2 separate regions of the Mus musculus genome follow, and region 2 is linked to region 1. The links are chromatin contacts, called in public Micro-C maps. All regions are on one chromosome and are shown on one strand. The core of a region is the stretch at or near the end of the contact, and the rest is flanking DNA. Distances in the headings are between cores, read along the strand shown. Region 1 overlaps Auts2 (autism susceptibility candidate 2). Region 2 overlaps Auts2 (autism susceptibility candidate 2).

Evidence for each region. A called contact is a pair of places that touch in the nucleus more often than the background predicts.
Region 2: a contact with region 1 is called in a Micro-C map of the G1E-ER4 cell line. The contact joins two enhancer-like sites. A contact is called at or near these places in 1 of 15 datasets of contacts at CTCF or cohesin (the G1E-ER4 cell line), 2 of 484 Hi-C or Micro-C datasets (both in the G1E-ER4 cell line) and 1 of 9 other capture datasets (embryonic tail).

What each region holds. Positions count from the first base shown.
Region 1 is chr5:132,296,741-132,301,853 of GRCm38.p6, forward strand. The region is part of intron 1 of Auts2 (autism susceptibility candidate 2); the gene reads right to left. Among named protein-coding and RNA genes, the nearest start is that of Auts2, 240 kb to the right of the region's middle. Within about 2 kb of position 2,776, at least 6 of the 459 cell types and tissues checked have an H3K27ac peak or open chromatin away from gene starts, as enhancers often do. A contact at or near this core is called in the G1E-ER4 cell line, where this site is marked.
Region 2 is chr5:132,465,130-132,469,799 of GRCm38.p6, forward strand. All of the region lies in intron 1 of Auts2 (autism susceptibility candidate 2), which reads right to left. Among named protein-coding and RNA genes, the nearest start is that of Auts2, 76 kb to the right of the region's middle. Within about 2 kb of position 1,437, at least 24 of the 459 cell types and tissues checked have an H3K27ac peak or open chromatin away from gene starts, as enhancers often do. A contact at or near this core is called in the G1E-ER4 cell line, where this site is marked.

The DNA.
Region 1 (5,113 bases), core at 1,526-4,025:
GATAACTTATGTGTCATCCAGTTCTGTACAGGGCACTGTGGAATCAAAACAATAAACTCAAGACTCCATCTCTGGACACATAAGCCTTACACTGGGCACCTAGTTCAACTCATCGTGACAGTAAAGAGTAAAGTAAGGCTGGTTACACATTCTGGTGGCTTCTTTACTTCAGGGCTGAACCTTTTAATACCTTCACTTCCTTCCGTCTTTGCCAAGGCTACCTCAGGGGCCAGCCTCATCCTTTTTGACTACAACTAGGCAGAGCACTACAGGAGAAGGACAAGAAGAAGAATGCAGCCCCCTCTGTGTTTTTCTCAACCTTAAGAAGCTCAGGGAAGGAGGATCTTGACTGGACATATTGTGGACGTTCACAGGTCAGGGAGAGACCCAGAATAACCTCTTACAGTTAAGAGGGAAGGAAGGAACTGTATCGATACTCTGCATAGGTGAGTCTTAGCTCTCACTTAACCAAGAACTTAAAGAGCAGACTACGATCAACAATGTCCCAATGAATGCTTACTCCAAGCCTCTGCCATCTGAGATATTGTCTGCACAGAAATAATTAGGACTTCTGCTGCTATGGTTCACATACGAGAGATACATCGATGACTCATTGCCCTAGACAAAACTGTAAGCATTCTCTGATGTCACCATACATTATGCCCTAGTGACTAAAAAGCGTTATCTATGAGGGATGACTTGGAGCCTGGATTATCTGAACCCACACCTGTGCTCACAGATGCATGATGGAGCGTAAACCACCATCAGCCTATCTGCAAGGCAATGTACAGACGACAGAGACAGCCAAAAGTTCTGGCTTGCTGAGTTAGTGGCCCGATTTCCCTTAATCTGACCTACAAAAGGGAAGATCCCTTAACACTGCTGTACAGCACCACCCTCGGAGAAAAACTGCCATGATCTTCATGATATTAATTATGACTACATAGAAGAGTCCATTAAAACCAGTCCTATAGACGAAAGGAGCTCTCTCATAGAAGATAGGAGTGGGTGGGTGGGGTGCATGTCAATGGATATTCACCTTATATTCCAGCCACTCCTTCCACCCATTTGTATGTGGTTTTGCTCTAATCACATGTGGTCAAGGGGTCTAGCAAAGGTGCTAGAGTATACAGGCTGAAGCAAACTGAAGGGTGGGGACTCCCATCTATGCAGCTATGGCGAAGCCATTATCTATGGTAGGAGAAGATGTCCTTGTGAGGTTGCTTTAGGGTCATTGATGCTCCTGTTAGTGGCCCCCACCTATGCTTTGTAAGTAAGCCTGAAGAATTCATTGGTTCCCAGGGTGAACTTTGCTGGAATAGTAAGTTGGTTTGTTTCAAGCACTTGGGATCAAGGGACAGACACTGTTAATATCTCTCGGGGGCAAGGAATTACACTGACAGCACATATGTGATCCAAACTTAATTCTGATTGAGAAACAACAGACCCTCACATCACCGGTGTACGATACATTATATCTACACCTAACTTCCAATTATCAATTTCAGCTCCTACATGCATTTTATATAATAAAAGTATCACCTGTGTCTGTGGGGTAGCAAATAAACATTTCCCGTATCACCATGATGGTTTCTTCAGAATAATAAGTGAAAACAATTAGAATCTGCCCTATAGTAAGAAAAATCGCTCTATTTCTGCACAGTCTCAAATGAAGTCGGGCAGCAAAACTGAACATAACATCTGGGGATGATGCAAGATAATAAAGACAAAACCCCAAAAAATCTGTCCAGTCACTGAAGCCTTAAGGTATACATCATTATCAAAACATTAACTAAAAACCAGTTATCAAAACAGCAAACTCACATAGCTATCTCATTTACAATACTTCTTTCTTCCTTAACTTGTTTGTTTTGCTGTTGTTTTAATTTGTTTTCTCTTACATGTGTATGTGTGTGTCTGCACTGTACTTCAAATGCTTGTGAGACCATGCCCACTGTGTACAAATGTCCTACCGTGCCAACTCCAATGGAGAAGTACCCCACATAGTCTCGAGACACACAGCCAATAGGCTTTCCTAAGTAAGGAAACAGGGTTGCACCAACAATGAGGGATAATATTTAGATAATCTTATTGTTCACCAAGCACTTTCACGCACATTATTTCATTGATTTTCTATTTAAGTAGCTTTGACATGACCTGTTATACAACTGAGAAAATTGAGAATAAGAGCACTTAAGTGTTTTGTCCAAAGCCAGGCAAGGAGTTAATGCATCAGGCTAAGATCTGTAATGAGCTGAGAAAGACAGGGGGTGAGGGCCAATTAAAGATGAAATCTTAAGGGTTTGAAAAATCTCCTTTTCATATTGCCAAAAGGGAATGTCTGATCAGAGAGAGAATAGAGAAAAGGACTCTGGTGAGGCATGCCTCTAATCTCATTGTCTGGGAAGCAGGGGTAGGCAGAGCTCTGTGAGTACAAGGGTTAGAGTGGTCCAAAGGGCATGTTCTAGGCTTCAGGCTAGGGAGAACTATATACCAAGACCCTGTCTTTTTAAAAGGGGAGTGGAAGAGGGAGAGAAAAGGGAAGGGGGAAGGGAGGGGAGGGGAAGGAGAAAGAGGAAAAGGGGAGAGGAGAGGGAGTGGGAGAAGAGGGAAAGAAAAGCAGAGAGGGGGAACAGGGAGGGGGAGAGGGGAAGAGGGAGAAGGAGGAAGGCATTCAACCTATCAGATGAAAACAGAAGACTGAAAGCACCAAGCATGTTGTGAACATGCCCTTTCAGGAGCTACAGAGGCAGCTTAGTCAGGGAAGTGCTGGCCTTAGTGTTAACAAAGCCTAGGATTTCATCCTCAGTACTGCACAAAACCTGCTTGCTGGAGAGCACATCTGTAGTCCCAGCAGGAAGGAAAGGGATGCAGGAAGATCTGAAGTTCAAATCCATCATCGGCTACAGGACATCCTACCGCTTCTTCCCCTATCAAAATCCAGGAGGTAGGGTGGACTTCTGTGGACTCCCCCAGATGAAGCTCAGGTGCTGGTGCACAAGGTGATCCCAAACGCTATGTGGAAGACAGCCTGAGCCTGAAGACTCAGCTGGGTACTGTGGCTCGCATCAGGAGAAGCAGTAAGAAAAGGAAGCATTTGAAATACCGAATCAACTAAGATCCAAAAGGGAAGAACAGCTAGAGCAATCTAGGAAACAGGCAGGTCTGATTCATTCCACCCACTCAGAAGAGCCTTATGGGAAAGCCACAGGCAGGTTGACAATGACTCGATCAACAGTTGTTAACTTTTCTAAGAATGAAACTATTCCCACAGTGAATCTAGCCAATCCAAGATCCTTAAAACTTACTGCCCTTGGTGGATGAAGCAGGGGCTTAGTAAGTTCTCCCAAGAGTAGAAAAACCAGGGTCCTCAGACATCTGAATTTCTGTCTCCTTTCAAACTAGCTGCAAGTGGTATTCATCTACCATCACGGGGATTATGACCAAGATTTGAAGTCTAGAAAGCTAAGAAACAAAGTAAAAACATTTGCAAACATTCACAGAGTTAGAAGAGGGATGAACTGCCGCATACCTACTCTTGTAAGTTGAAAATATCAAAACCGTGGAAAGGAAGGAAGAACCTTAAAAAAAATACTAATTTGGCCTCTAGGGGATCAGGTTTATAATCTAAAAACTGAGTCGATGGGGCAAACAGAATTATAAAGGGTCTCCATTATGAATTTCACAGTAACAAGATCCATATACGACTCAGCTCAACAGGAAATGTTAACTTTTGACTTACTCTGGGAGCCCTTTATTCCCATATATGGAAACTTCATTTCCAACAGACCATGCCTCTGAGGCCAACAGATAATGTTGCAAATTGATAAATGACAACATTTCTTTTCTCGTTATTTAGTTTGGTGTTTGCTTTCATAAAATGTTTTTTCTATCACACAAATACAAAGAATTTGAGAAGAAAAATTACTTGACAATAAAATCTCTATTTGCATTGAAAAAAAAAACAGGACAGTGATATATAAGTAATTCAAAGATCACCAATCATTTCCTTAAAAATTAAGCCAAACCATCAGCACTATGTTTTGCATCAGACTGCCACTCATGAGCTAAGAAAACTCAGTGGCCACCCACAAACAGACCCAAGACTTAACTAAAGGTAAAAACAATCCCTAGCTAAAACAAAGAAGTACATTATCTCTGATGCATCTCGAATCTGGCACAAAGATTATCACACGGTAGTAGCTCAATAAATAATGGCTGAGTCAGGCAGTCAGTTACTCTCCAACAGAAACTGAGAAAATTAACAACTTCCTTTTTCAGAACCGAAGTGACACCACCCATGAATCAAAGAGAAGAGCACATGAATAGACCACATTGTGAGTTCTGACAGGAGCATGAGCAAAACATACAAATACAAGTAAAAAATCAGTATGTTACAAAAGACGGTAATAATGGGTAGACTCTATCATCTCTTGCTTTCTGATGAATTTAAAAAGTCAATGAAATGGACGGTGTTTCTTTTTTGAGAAAGGATATATATGTACATACACACACACGCACATACACACACATATACATACACACACATACGCACACATACAGACACACATACAGACACACACACAGACACACACACACACAAGTTTGATTTAAACTGGCTATCCAACAGAGGCTAGTCAAAACTTGAAATCCTCCTGCCTCTGCCTGCTAAGTGGTGGGATAACAGGTGACCCCACCATACCCATTTATTCTCAGGAATTTTAAGTCTCTTAACATCCAAACACAGGGTCTTAAGGATTCATCTAGATGATGAACAAGGGAGAAAGCAAGCATGTTTGTTTAGAGAAGGCACTTTAAACTGAAGGAGCTGAGTTCAAATTTAAAGCAACCAGAGCAAGGGACTTGACATCTCTATTTCCTGAGTTGCACCTAAGTGGGTGAGTTTTAGAGAATCATTGAAAAGCACAAAGTACCTGGCATTGACAAGGTACTTGATTAAATGTGTCATTATATAAAATTGATTTATGGTCTTCCAAACAAAAAGCATTTGAGAGCAAAACTAGAGAAGAGGTGTGATCAGAAGCAGAGCATCTGCATGGAATCTCTCTCTTTAATTAAAGCAATGTCTGTCTGTCTGTCTGTCTGTCTGTCT
Region 2 (4,670 bases), core at 187-2,686, 170 kb after region 1:
ACAGGCCTGAGAATCCACATCTTAAACAATTTCTCTGTCTAAGGAAAACTCATATAAGATGTTTTTATGAACGCAAACTGAATCAGGCAGTGAATGGGCCATCTGGATGATTTGTGACTGTGAAGAAAAAAATATCAAGAACTTCGTCTAAAAATGGCCACTTGTGCAAGGGCACTTAGGTATTCCCAGGTGAGTCAGTCAATGAATGCTCTGACTCAGTGAACTACTTCTGAAGAACAACTACTATAGAACTTCTACTTAGCAAAAGGCACTTCATTGTAACAGACCACAATTACATTTTTCCAACATAACAAGAAAAGAAATCAATGTCCTTTCAAAACAGATTTAACCTAATCAGGTATTTATCTAAAGACAAATACACAATGTTATAAGAAAACAATAAAACTATGAAATCCAGAAAGGTTGATATGGTTGGAAAGATGGCTCAGGTGATAGGAATGTCTGCTCCTCTAGTAGTTTCCAGCACCGACCAGCAGTTCACAATGGTATATAATTCTAGCTCCTGAGGCCCAACAACTCCTTCAGGCCTCACAATCACCTCCCTTCAATTACCATACCCATACATAGACACACACTAGAAAAATAGAACTATTTTTAAGGGAGATTAATTTCAAAGTATTTTCTCATCTCTAAGTTCACAAGAGAAAGGCAAAGCTTAACTGACTAATCCAGTTAAAATAAGTTAATTAAAATTTAGCAGTTTAGAGCTGGAGAGATAACTCTAAGATAAAGACACCTGTCTTAAGCCTGAGGACCTGAGTTCAATCTCTGGAAACCACAGGATGAAAGGAGACAACCAACTCATGAAAAGTTGTCCTCTGATCTCCACACACCAGCCATAACATGCACACACCAAACAAATACGAAAAAGTTGATCATCTAGCCCATACATGAAATATATCACCACTATTTACTTCTCCATCAAATGCATAATGATGGACATTTAAAAATAGCAATCAAAAATCTTTATAAACCTACCTACCAGAGAACACAAAACTATACACACAATTATTTCCTGATCTTCTTCCAAATGATACCACTCTCAAAAGGACCTTTTCATTCCTTAACACCAACTGCAGAGATCTTAATGCAGAATGCCTCCTCACATGTGTGATACATACACTAACTCATCTCCATTAAATCAACACATTTCAGTAACAAAATAGGCAAGACAACAAACACCTAGTGTACGTCTTAACTAAATTTAAAATCTTCAAGCTACCTGTGATGTCAGACCTGGAATAACCGTTTGATAGAAAAGGTAACTTAGGCACAGAAATCATGTAACAGGCATCTGAACATAAACCGTGGCATCCTAGCTCCAGAACGCATGCTATTACCCACTATCAGCGTTTACTCCCTCGTAGTATCAGTGAGAGGCACTAACACACAATCGATTCTACTGTATCTCCAGGAAACAGCCTATGGGGAGAAACCAAACAGAAACCACAAAGGCCAAACACCCTGGCCTTGGATTAGTCACTATCTCTCTGGCTTTTTTTCTCTAATGGCGAAATAAGTGTAATACTTCTATGGCTGATAATGCAGTTGGCTAAGGAGCAGCAAGACAAAACTCCACACATATATACGTCACCAAGGCGACAGCTCAGCCAAATACTATCTTCATCTTTCCACTTCTAATCTAGACACAAGATTGGCTTTGCCAAATAAACTTTCCTGTCCCCACAAAAGTAATTGACTGCAGCAAAATGTGCAGCGTTGCTGGCAAGAGCTAAACAGGAGAAGTCAACATCTCAAAGCTGTGTCTGTCTGAAATATAATACAGTGAGCAGGTTGTTTCTTTGAAATAGATGGATCTACGGTTTAGGGCAGCACAGAGCATAAATCTGTCTCTGTGAATGGCTTGCGCCACGTCTGTCTCGTTCTTTGTGCTATTGTGTGCTATCTGGCAATATATCTATCACAACTCCACTTCCTCCCTTCCACAGGGACAAAAGTTGAGAGGAATTGGAAATACAACCCCAGGCACAGCCTTATGAAGGCCACAATTGAGCCTCTGAAAAGTCCAAGCCAACTTCAAGCAAAGCTTGTCCGCACATGAGGCAATCTGGTTAGGCAAGAAGCCGGTTTCATCATCATCTCTGTCCAACTCCTAACAAAAACCCAATAAGAGGAACCGCAGTTACCATCAACTTTATGTTGAGACACAAATAGAGCAGATGTTATGATTTTGCCCTCTGTGGTCCCATCTACAACACCCAGAAGTCAATTCAAGAGGCTGTAGATAGCCAAGGAACCATACTAGATTCCCTTAGAAAAGTTCTGGACAATCTCACCAGAGGCTGAAGTTATAAGAACACAGCCCCCAGACCCTTAGTCCTGGCTTCCTCTTAGAGGCAACTGCTTTTCCTGTGCCTGAAGAATAGAGGCCTCTAAGTTCTTCACATTTCCACAGGAGGGCCTTTAGCTTGAGAACCTGACAGCATTGTGGAATTGTAACCACCTTGAGAAAGCAATTCGTCAGTATCACTGCCCGCCTCACCCCAAGAGTTTGCTATGGGATAACAACAGTCTAGGATCTCAGAGAAAGCACTCCAGGAAAACAGGGGGTGATTGGTAGGTTCTAACTGCTGATTGCTAAACTCAGCACAGAAGCTCACCTGAAAAGAACATTTATAAAATGAAATGAAATAAAACAAAATAAAAACAAAAACACCATCCACGACTTACAAGCCCCCTCTGCTTCTGCCTAAGTTTACTTTTAGAACTTACCACCCTGCCAAAGGACAGAATTTAATACGAGAAAATTAACCACAGATGGTTTCATACAGTTAACCTAGAGGAGTAAACAGTCTGAGCAATGTCTCCAGAAGAATAAATCTCCTCAGAAAGGACATATGAATATCTGAAACACACCAAAGCAGAAGTAGTGGCTGCTGACACACAATTAAAAGCAGATTAGATCAGCACTAAACCATCACCACTTTTCTGGCCACAGTGGGTCTCCGTGTCTCCTTTCATCCCTCTCCTTTTTCTTGTCCAGGATAAGGATACAAATCTTTCCACCACTCCTCAAATCACCAACTCTCTCTCTGGAGCTTACAGGAACAAAGTGATGGTTGGCTTTAATAGTCAACTTGACACAGCCTAGAATCACATGGGAACAAAGAGGGTCTCAGAGAGGAATTTATACGGATTGGGTTGGCTGACTGCGTGTATTGGGAAGAGGTGGCTTAAGCTAATTGATGTGGGAGGATCTCACCCACTGGGGTCAGCGCCCCTCACTTTGCAGGGGGTTCTGGACTATACAGAAAGGGAAAACTGATGTGAGCACAAGCAAGGCAGTGAGCATGTATGCCTTCATCTGTCTGCTAACTGTGGTATGATGTGACTGGCTGTTTGAGGTTCCTGCTCCAACATCCTCACCATGGCAGACCACGAGCTGGAATAAACCCCTGTCTTCACTAAGTTTCCTTTTAGTCTGAGTATCTTCTTAGAGTAAGAGAAATCAGAACAGTAATGTGGGCAACTCTGAAGAAATGCTAACTTTTCATCTGAGAACTCTGGTTTTTGACAACAGGACAGGACTCATTTCCAAACACAATGAAAGATACTTAGCATAAACTTCAGTAATATAATGGAGCTTTCCTCTAACAACTCCTTCTCTTTATTTATAATGGATATATGATACAGAAAAGCCCTGTACACTCTACTATACCTAGCAGGCTCCCTTAGACCTCCCCCCCCAGAAGATCTGTTGTCATAGTTAGCCTCAACTTGACACCAACCTAAAACCACCTGTTATGAGGGAACTTTTAACTAAAGAACTGCTCAGATTAGAATGCTATGGTCATGCCTGTGAGGCATAATCTTATTTACTATTTTATGAAGAAGGATGCAGCCCACTGTGGACAGTGCCCATCCATAATCAGCCGGGCCTGGGCCATGCAACATAGCTAGCTGAGAAAGCCAGAGGAAACAAACCAGTAAACGGTGTTCTTTTATGGTTTCTGCCTCTGTTCTGCTTCAAGTCCCTGCCTTGGCTTCTCTTGATGATGGACTGTGACCTGCAACCTTCCTCCCAGTGTTGTTTTTGGTCATGGTGTGTTTCACAGTAACAGAAAGCAAACTACACCATATAGGAACCAAAAACTCTATTTAAGAATGCATCAAAATAGAGTAGATTTTCAAGCCCTGTTTGGGAATTGTCCATCATCTTTTAATGTTCAAGAAATAGTCCTTAATTAGGACCAAAACTATACATGATAGTTATTTAAATGGGTGATGAGAAGTTGTGTTTCCTAAAACAACCTATACCTTTAAAAAAAAAAAGTACTAAGTGAGAAATCCACTATTATATGTAGTTTCAAAATAATTTTTCAAAAGAAAGTTTTAAGAATGAGAAAAGAGGGTAGGGGTGTGTGGGTGCTATATAGTGGGGGAGGGGGTGTTTGCTATGCACGATGGCCTTCATTCCCTCTGGATTCCCTTGCCTCTACCTCCTAAGTACTAGGATCACAGGTGTGTATCATCACACCCAACTCCACATGTAAAATTTTGAAAGAGCCAGTTGGAATATGATGGCCTTGCTTCGGCATAAAGAATTTTGCATAGCTGCAAAGAGAATTCAAGGAAAGGAGGTGTGATCTGGAGGCTTAGGCAAGAGGGTCATGGGCTTAAGACACGCC